3 separate regions of the Mus musculus genome follow, and all the other regions are linked to region 2. Evidence: chromatin contacts called from public HiChIP or PLAC-seq and promoter capture Hi-C data. All regions are on one chromosome and are shown on one strand. Each heading gives the region's core, a stretch centred on a gene start, on an enhancer-like site or on the middle of the called end of the contact. The rest is flanking DNA. Distances are from core to core; before and after follow the strand shown.

Region 1 (3,004 bases), core at 334-2,833, 480 kb after region 2:
GTTTCCTATATTTTCTTTAGGGTTGATTTGTTGGATATAAATTTTTGAAAGGCAGTTTATAATGTGAGAAGGTTTTCTTTTTCCTTTCTCATGGCAGAGAGTTTTGCTGGGTATATTACTATAGGCAGAGAGTTTTGCTGGGTATATTACTATACTGGCTGTCATAATCTCTTAGGGCTTAGAATGCATTGTCCCAGGTTCTTTTGGCTTTCAAAATTTCCATTGGGAAATCAGCTGCCATTCTGATGGGTTTTCCTTTATACATGACTTCTTTTTTCTTGCAGCTTTTGATACACCTTGTTATGTATACTTAATGCTTTAACTATGATACATCATGGGATTTACTTTTCTGGTGGTGTCTATTTGGTGTTCTGTTGGCTTCCTGTATCTGTACGATGTGCTTTTCCTTAGTTTGGGAAAGAGGTCTTCTATGAGCTTGTTGAAGATTTTGATCTATGACACTGACTTGGGATTCTTCAGCTGTAGTTTGAAGATTTGTTTTTTCATGGCATCCTGCATTTCCTATATGTTTCTTTCCCTGTGTTTAATTTTTTCTTTATATTCCTTGCTTATTTCGTCTAGGTCCTCTACTTTATTTTTGAGTCCTGATATTTTATCTTCTGCCTGATTCATTAGACTTAGAAAGTTTTCCTTTGAGTTTTCTGGTTGAGTTATTAAGATTTTCCATCTTTATTTCAGCTTGAGTTCTCATCTTATCATTCTTAAGTCCTGCCTGTGCTTATCACCCCCCTCTGCTTCATATTTGTGTCTTCTTGGGCATCACTCAGGTTCTCATTCTCCCTAGGCTCTTTCTCAATTCCACTGAGCTCTTTCTTCCTTTCTTCTTTAAACTTCTTGAATTCTTTGATGAAGATTATGATTATTTAAAAAAAATTCTGTGTCTTGGCATACATGTAGGTAATTCTCATTGGTAAACATTTCTACAGGACTAGTAGATGCTGGAGAGAGGATGCTACCTTGATGTTTCACATTGTTGGTATTTTTGTAATCAGATTTTGCCAATGACCACCCTTAGCGTGGAGAGGGGATCTGAGAGAAGGGGTGTCTGGGAGCAGTGAAAACAAATGACTCGAAGTCAAACCATGGGTTCAAGCTTGCAGCCTAGGTTCTGCTGAGGTGGCTTTCCAGACTACTTTCTCTCTGTGTGTTCTGCTCTGCTCTAGACGGCTTTTTCTTGCTATTCTCAAAACTTTCTGGTTGAGACAGCTCTCTCTGCTAGTAAAAATTCTAAAAGCTATCTGGATAGCTCATGGATTTTCTGACCAAAGTCAGAAAAGCTGCTGTAAAAAAAAATCATTGGATCTTCCAACCAAGTCAAAAAATTCTTGAAGAGCTGTTTTAAGCTCTCTGCAGATCTCCAGACAGCTCGGCTCTCAACAGAGAAAGTTCTAAAGAAGAGCTGCTATTGCTTTCTGCTAGCTCATTGCATGCAGACCAAAGTCTAGTTTTCTCTTTACATATCACTTCAGTTATTTATTCCAGATTCCCTTTTGATTGCCCTATGATTCAACATCCTGTGAACCCAGCCCCTTAATTCTTAGGATACAGTAAGCACACATTTTCTTTTAACATTGCAAAAGAATTCAGAGAGACCTGCCTGCCTCTGTGAAGCATAGATGCTAAGCTGGTTGGGTGGGACCCTGACCTGAAAGTACCATTTCTACCACACCTGGGCCTAACCTTGCTCTGTCACAGGCTCCTCAAATTCCTGAACTTAGGAATTTGTCTGTTTTTGTAAACATAAACCAAGTAAACTTAAGTTGGGTTTCCTGCATATTTGAGAAATCATACATTTTTGTGTTTAGATTTCTTCCCCAGTCTTGAGGGCTGTCCTGAAGGTCCCAGTGTTTACCATTTTGCTGATTCATTACCCATACCTTTGCCTCCCGGACTCCATGTTATCTAATTATCAAAGAGTCATTAACAGGGAGGATGTTCCTTAAAGGAGGAATGTAAAATATGTACATTATACAAATAAACTTTATACCCACAGCAGCAATCGACACTCTTGGAGGCCTATGTCTGCTGGACCTGTCCCAGGGCAGGAACCATGTCAATATGTCCCCACCAAGGCCATGCTGGACTTGGCAAGATCTGGATACATAGACTTCTTTTGTTAGTTCTAAGTCTAATATGGACAGATCAGGTTGGGGCAGAAGAGATGATATTTGGACAGGTTGAACCAAGAGGTTGGAAATGGCTCGGATGAAATGAAGTTAGGTGGACAGATGACTGGTGTACAGGATGTACCTACTAAGTCCAAGTCTGGGGTGCTGGCGTAGATCTGGATGGGTGGAAGGGTTTGATGTAGCATGGGAAGAGCTTGGGCATAGGAAAATAGGTAAGGCAGGTCCTAGCAGAATTCTAGAGATCAGTTGTGGCATAGATAGTGGAGGTCAAACTAGATCAGAATACTGGCTATGGAGTCTGGGCTACATATAGCTGGTTGGGGAGAAGGCATGGATAGGAGGGTCAGGGAAACTCCCTGTTCTAGACCCTGGAGAAGGAAATGGGAGTTCTAGCCGTGTGGGCAGATTGGATGTAGTCCAGAAGGACTTGGGGGGGGGGTGCTCCAGGGCCTTTGGTGACTTCTGGTTTACTTATTGTTTTCTTCTGTAGAGGAAGTTAGTATCCCCCTCACCAAAGTTGCCCTTCAGGCCCAACACCACCCTGCCTGTCTGTAGGTAGCCACAGATAGCTCCTGAGAGACATCCTATTGTACACTGACCCAGAATGAACAGTTTGAGACAAGGGTGCCAGGAAGTTCAAATCCAAAGAGCTCCCAGGTGGTAGGTAAGGAACTATAGACTATTCTGCAATCTCTGGGTCCACACAAAGTCTTGATGATTAGCCACCCTGAAGGCCACCTTCAGCCCTGCCTGCACTTTGGGCTACTCCCATATCCATGCAAGGGCTCTTCAGCTACCTGGCTTCTGAACTCTCATTCATAAGCTTTGTTAAGTCTGCACATTTCTCTCATTCC
Region 2 (2,810 bases), core at 172-2,671:
GTGCTGGCATTCAAGGGCTGTGCCACCATGCCCAGCAAGATTAACATCTTAGTCACATCCCAGGGAAGAATTTTTTTATTAAAAAAATTATTTCGCCGGGCAGTGGTGGCGCATGCCTTTAATCCCAGCACTTGGGAGGTAGAGACAGGTGGATTTCTGAGTTCGAGGCCAGCCTGGTCTACAAAGTGAGTTCCAGGACAGCCAGGACTACACAGAGAAACCCTGTCTCAAAAAAAAAAAAAAAATTATTTCGTGTGTGTGTGTGTGTGTGTGTTTGTGTGTGTGCTTTGGTGTACATCCTGTGCATGTCTGGTACCGGTGGTGTCCAAAAGAGAGTGTGTAACCTCCTGCAACTAACTGTAGGTTTGAGTCCCTGTGGGCGCTGGGAATCAAACCTGGATCCTCTGGAAGACCATCTAGACTCTTAACTACTGAGCCACCTCTTCAGAAGAACAGATTTTTTTCTCTCTCTCTTTCTTCTTTCTTTCTTTTTTTTTTCTTTCTTCCTTCCTTTGTTTCTTTCTGGACAGAAATTCAATTCTGTCATCATCTAATTCTGGCTGGCCTGAAACTTGCTATGTTTTCAAGGCTGGTCTCAAACTCTACCTACCTCCTGAGTACTAGGACTAAAGGCTTGAGCCACCACACCACCAATCGAGTCGCTGACAAGCTCCTAAATCTAATTCCAATAATACTTTCAATTTAAAATCTCTACGCTCTAATCAGGTAAAGAGGTGACAGGCCTTTAATCCCAGCTCTTGGGTCTTGAAGCCAGCTTGGTCTACAAAACAAGTTCCAGGAGAGAACTACACAGAGAAACCCTTCCTCAAAATAATAACAACAACAACAGCAACATAAAATTAAAAAATATAAGTATCAACCAACCAACCAAATAAATATTAAAAATCTGTGCTCTTAGCCTTGAGATCATTTCCTTATTTGTAGGAGCAAGGACGAGGTGAGAACTACTGAGGTTTTTCAAAGGAATAGCTCTGTGAAGCAGTTTCACACTCACAGAAGGGGAAACAGACACCGTTCATTTGCGTAGAGTCGGGTGGGAGTCCAGGGACAAGAGCAAGTTTCAAATGCGATGCAGTTTCTCTTCCCATCAGATTTCCGGAACCCAAGGTGTCAAGGATGGCCAGGGTGTTAAACCAGAAATGGGGAGGGTGTCACCTAATGGTGAGCCCAAAGTTTTGATGAAGGACCCAAGTACAGACAGAGCGGCATTTGGCCCCTTTTTATTCCTCCCGGCTCTCCTGGTTCTAAACAGACAAGCAGCTGTGTTATCAGGGAGAAGCGAACCCAGAACAAATGAGATCGCCTCTACCACCGGTCCCGCCGGCTCTGCAAACACTACAAGGACCACACTGCCGCGCGGCGCCCAGCTGAAGAGTCGCGTGATCCTGCGCAAACGCAGTGAGATGCAGTTGCCACCGAGTCCGGAACGACAACAGCAGCAAACAGACGAGAGCACCCGGGAAGAGTCGGCGTCGCCAGTGCCGGGACCAGGAGCCTCCGCGAGCAAGATGGCCGCTCCCGAGACCGAGGCCGAGGGGCACGGGCACTAGGTCCGGACCCGCGTACCCCTTTCCCGGACGCCTGCGTCCCCACAAAGACCTCGTGCTTCTAGCAAGACACCCGCATGGATTATTCTCGCTGTGGTCACGAGGCCGTTCCTATAGCGCTCTAGTTGGCCCAGACTGAGAACTCTGGCATCTGGCTGCTCGGAGCTGGAACCTCAGGGAGGTCTGCTGCAACAGGTGCGACCCTGACCGCTCCATGCTCGCGGGCGCGGGGAGGCGTGGCCTCCCCCGGGCCGGCCACCTCTGTTGGCTGCTGTGCGCTTTCACCTTAAAACTCTGGTAAGTGGGTACTGGGGAGAGGAAAGGAGATCGCAGGCGAACCCCATAGTCTACGCCCCAGAAACCAGGACACCTCATCCACAGACGTCCAAAGTGGGTATGCGCTGTCTTCTGCGAGCTCACTGTTGTTCTTACCCCCTTCCCCTTCCTGCAGCGAGGCAGAGGCTCCGGTGCGCGAGGAGAAGCTATCAGGTGGGTGATTGCCCGAGAACCCTGTACCTCTATGGCTTGTTTCTAATGTCTTTTTAGTATACCCAGAACACAGAAAAATAAGGTGCCACATGGAATGAGGGCAAGCACTGTGTTGGGAAGCTAGATGGGCAGAGCCTTTGAGAGAAATGTTTTTTGAATGGTCTTCGGCTGGCCGTTTTTCTCTCTCTCCTTTTAGTGAGCACTTCAACTTCGCCATGTTGGTTGGCAGAAGAGTTTGTGGTGACTGAAGAGTGTACTCCGTGTTCTAACTTCCAGATTGTGAGTATTTGGGTTGTTTGTTTGTTGTTTTGGTAAGCATTCCATTAATGGCTGGGCAGTGGTGGTGCACACCTTTATTCCCAGCACTTGGGAGGCAGAGGCAGGAGGATTTCTGAGTTCGAGGCCATCCTAGTCTACAGAGTGAGTTCCAGGACAGCCAGGGAGGGCTACATAGAGAAACCCTTTCTCGAAAAACCAAACCAAACCAAACCAAACCAAACCAAAAGCATGCCATTAATGTGTCTTTCTTCCTTTCTTCCCAGACTCTTAGGTTATGCTCAAATCATTTTTTTTTTTTTGGTCTGTTTCATTTTATGTATATAGGTATTTTGCCTGCTTGCATATGTATTTGGGGTGGGAGAGATGCCCTAAAAATCCAGAAGAGGTCATCAGATCTCCTAGAATCAGAGTTAGAAAAGATTGAGTTCCAATGTGGGTGCTGGGAATGGAACCCTGTTCTCTCTAAGAGCAACC
Region 3 (3,093 bases), core at 392-2,891, 310 kb after region 2:
TGGTGTGGCTTTTGTAGTAAGAGTAGGCAAAGCAGGCAGCTCTGGGGGTGACACTTCCTAAGTAGAGGAGGAGAGAGAATGGTTAGAGCAGGTAGAGAACACAGCTGAAGAGGTGGCCTGGGAGAGGCTTTGGGGGAAAGGAGGGAGGGTTGCAATAGAAGGAGAAGAGAAAGTGTCTTGGTAGAGAGATGCCTAAGTGGTGGGTACTCTGGAGGGTGTAACAGGCTCCAAGAGCCAGAAGGACGTCTACTGAGTAAATAAGATCAATGGTTAGATCAATGGTTAGAGTGGGAAGGGGCAGAGTTTAGAATTTGGAGTCAAATTTGGAGGGTGGCAGAAGCTAGCAGAAACAAATGTCCCATACATTCTTTAGGAGAGTCAAACAAGCAGATTGGTTCTGTTAGGAGAGAGGCCAACTGAGCTCCTTGGAAGGATATATATATGTATATATATACACATACATACATATATATACATATACACACATACACACACACACACACACACACACATATATATAATTTGTATATCTATATGTCTATATATCTGTAGATCTATCCCAGGTTTCGAGCACCAGATGAATGGAAATGAAGACATGACGGTTCCTAGGTATGGTTGAGGAGAAGCATTTTATTGTAAATATGAGACAGGACTTCTCATATTGTAAATATAAGAAGAATCTAGACTGGACACTGCGGCAGCATAGACCATGAGAGGAGAAGGGATTGGGGGAGAAGGGAGAGGGGAAAGAGAGGGGACTAGGAGCCAAGTGTGGAGGACCAAGGCAGAAGTGGAGAGGTCAAAGAGAATCAAGAGTGCCTGTGGCTAAAATGGGTGGGTTATATAGGAAAGAAGTGGGGGGGGGGGAGGGAAGGGAAGCTGGGTGTGGGGGGGACTAGAAAGGTTTAGGGTAGGGGTTGGAGGTGAGAAGTGTTGAGAGGAGACAGGATGATTTAACAGATGCTGAGAGAGCATGCACCTTGATATGTTAATAGGCATCTCAGTTAGCCATTTGTCAGGTGTGTGTGTGTGTGTGTGTGTGTGTGTGTGTGTGTACACGGGTGTGTTCTTTGGTACCTGACAGACATCATCGTGAGAGTGGGCCAAAGGGTCCTCTCTGTTTGGCTGCAGCCTTCTGTAAGGAGGTCAAGCTGTCCAGCTCCCTTGGGTACCTGCAGGAAAGGTGTGTACGGGCTAGGTTTTTGCAGTGGAGGCATCTGCTGTGCAGGGGTTCTTAGGAATGAAATCCCTGAGCTTAGGGTGGCTGAACTGGAGAGCTGAGACCAGAAAGAGCTGTTGCATTTGCTCTAGCCAACAGAGATCAAGTGTTGGACTCCTTAATCCCAACAGCAGGGAAATCCTGCGGTCCGGGAACCTAACTTGTCTTTGGCAGGGGGTTGCCCTGAAACCTGGCTCTCAGTGACCTAGGTGAGAGAAACAGGTGATGAGCCTTCTCTTTCTTTCCTCTGCCTTGTCGGATTCTGCTCAGAGCCTGTGGGTTTAGGAGGGTGGGGTTGGGGGACTGCCAGCTTCTACCACTCCCTCTAGGGTGAGGGTAGAGGGGTGTTTAAAAAAAAAAAGGTGTGTATCCCTTTAACAAGGGCCCAACCCCAGGGCCAAGTCAAGAGTTCAGTCACTACCTTCCCACAGCCAGCTCAGCCAGGCAAGGCCGGGAGGGAGTGGGACAGATTCTGGGAGTGCAGTGGGGAGGAGTCCTGGCTCCGCTGAGCAGGAGCTGCTTGGCTGTCAGTGCCAGAGCCCAGGCCTCAGAGCCCTGCTGGAGGAGGTGGACTCACAGGAGGCAGGTGAGCCCCCAGGCCCAGCGGAGGAGGTCTGGGGCTGCTGAAGGGACTCTGAAGCCTTGGGGTGGGGGTCAAGGAAGGGAGCCTGAGGAGAGGTGCCTGCCAGAAACAGGGCAGGAAGATTTTGGTAATCATTAATTTTCCCCAAAGGCTAGTTAGGGTATGAGCAGTCCGGTGGCTTTGTGAAACCTGTAGAAGAGTATAGACAGGATAGCAGGACCCTCTCCTGGCTAAGCAGCCGACCTGGCTCATCTCCAGGGGCTGGGACATTGGGCAGAACATTCCAGGGCCTTGCCCACAGCTGTTGCGTCCTCTCTCAAACGGAACAGGGCGGAGAGTGTGTCTTGGTGGGCGTTAGGGGTTGACAGACTCTAGACACAGGCCTCACTGGACTACGGAAGCTGTGACCTGGGAAAAATAATGGTGTTCAGAAGGAACTGCAGAGGGCCCAGAAAGCCTAAGAAGCCAGGAAAGGGAGGCAGGGGCTGAGGTGGCTTCTCTTCCACCTGGGGCACAGGCAGAACCGGGATGCAGTCTTCATTTGCTCTGGGTGGCTTCCTTGGGAGTGGCCTGGGGAAGCCGGTGAGGGCCCCTGGATGGGAGAGAGGGAAAGAGAAAGGAGTGGAGCTTCAAACTGGCAGCTTTTCCACTCTAGAACCTAGGCAGGTCTCAGCTTGACTGGCCCTGCCTGGCAGAGCCACCTGCGCTGTAGGAGTGTTTGCCTGCCCGGCCCAGGTGAGGTGGTGGCAAGGCCAGGCAGGGGTGATGGATGCTAAGGTGGGCTCATCCTCTACTCAGAAGAGGAACCCTAGGAATGTTGGAGAGGCCTGGGGTAGAGGTGTGTGTGTGTGTGTGTGTGTGTACGACACCTGATTACAGTATTATGAGTTGGGGGAAAAAGTTCGAAGGACTTCCTGCTTCAGCAGAAGTTGGCTGAAGATAAATGGGGTACTTAGGCAGATCAGGACTGGCAGAGTTGATGTAGGGTGATATGTGGGTATGATGTCATGCGTCCTGGGAGGGGGCAGAGGTAGGAGCACCTCTGTGAACCATTAGCCTTCAACACTGGGAAAAGAACGCGAGGGAGCAGAGAGACTGGGGAGATTCTCTTGGAACAGTCTTGCAAACAGCGATTACAGCCCAGTTCGGTTACCGTACTAGCCCTGCATGTTGATAGCAGTTGGGAGGAATGCGTTGACTGAGAAGGGGATGGCTGAATGAATGAGATGAATGTATTGCTGGATGGAGATAGGTGAATGAATGAAAGTAATTAACGAGGCCGTCAGTGAAT

The links. HiChIP or PLAC-seq counts read pairs in DNA pulled down with a chosen protein or histone mark. Capture Hi-C pulls out chosen DNA fragments and counts their contacts.
Region 1: an HNF4G HiChIP or PLAC-seq map of pancreatic cancer cells shows a contact between it and region 2. The contact joins the enhancer-like site here to the promoter of Jtb in region 2. A contact is called at or near these places in 4 of 484 Hi-C or Micro-C datasets (the G1E-ER4 cell line, cortical neurons, olfactory sensory neurons and 1 more) and 1 of 115 datasets of contacts at active chromatin or transcription factors (pancreatic cancer cells).
Region 3: a promoter capture Hi-C map of adipose tissue shows a contact between it and region 2. The contact joins the promoter of S100a16 here to the promoter of Jtb in region 2. A contact is called at or near these places in 4 of 39 promoter capture datasets (the HPC-7 cell line, cranial neural crest, frontonasal cranial neural crest and 1 more), 1 of 115 datasets of contacts at active chromatin or transcription factors (pancreatic cancer cells) and 2 of 9 other capture datasets (adipose tissue and liver).

What each region holds. Positions count from the first base shown.
Region 1 is chr3:90,705,173-90,708,176 of GRCm38.p6, forward strand. No RefSeq gene overlaps it. Among named protein-coding and RNA genes, the nearest start is that of S100a9, 11 kb to the left of the region's middle. Within about 2 kb of position 1,584, at least 4 of the 459 cell types and tissues checked have an H3K27ac peak or open chromatin away from gene starts, as enhancers often do. A contact at or near this core is called in pancreatic cancer cells, where this site is marked.
Region 2 is chr3:90,230,176-90,232,985 of GRCm38.p6, forward strand. Jtb (jumping translocation breakpoint) reads left to right here and starts at 1,422. Exons shown (of 5, transcript NM_206924.2): 1 at 1,422-1,865; 2 at 2,020-2,057; 3 at 2,254-2,336. The coding sequence starts at 1,783.
Region 3 is chr3:90,535,613-90,538,705 of GRCm38.p6, forward strand. It overlaps S100a16 (S100 calcium binding protein A16), which reads left to right and starts at 1,642. Exons shown (of 3, transcript NM_001356605.1): 1 at 1,642-1,805.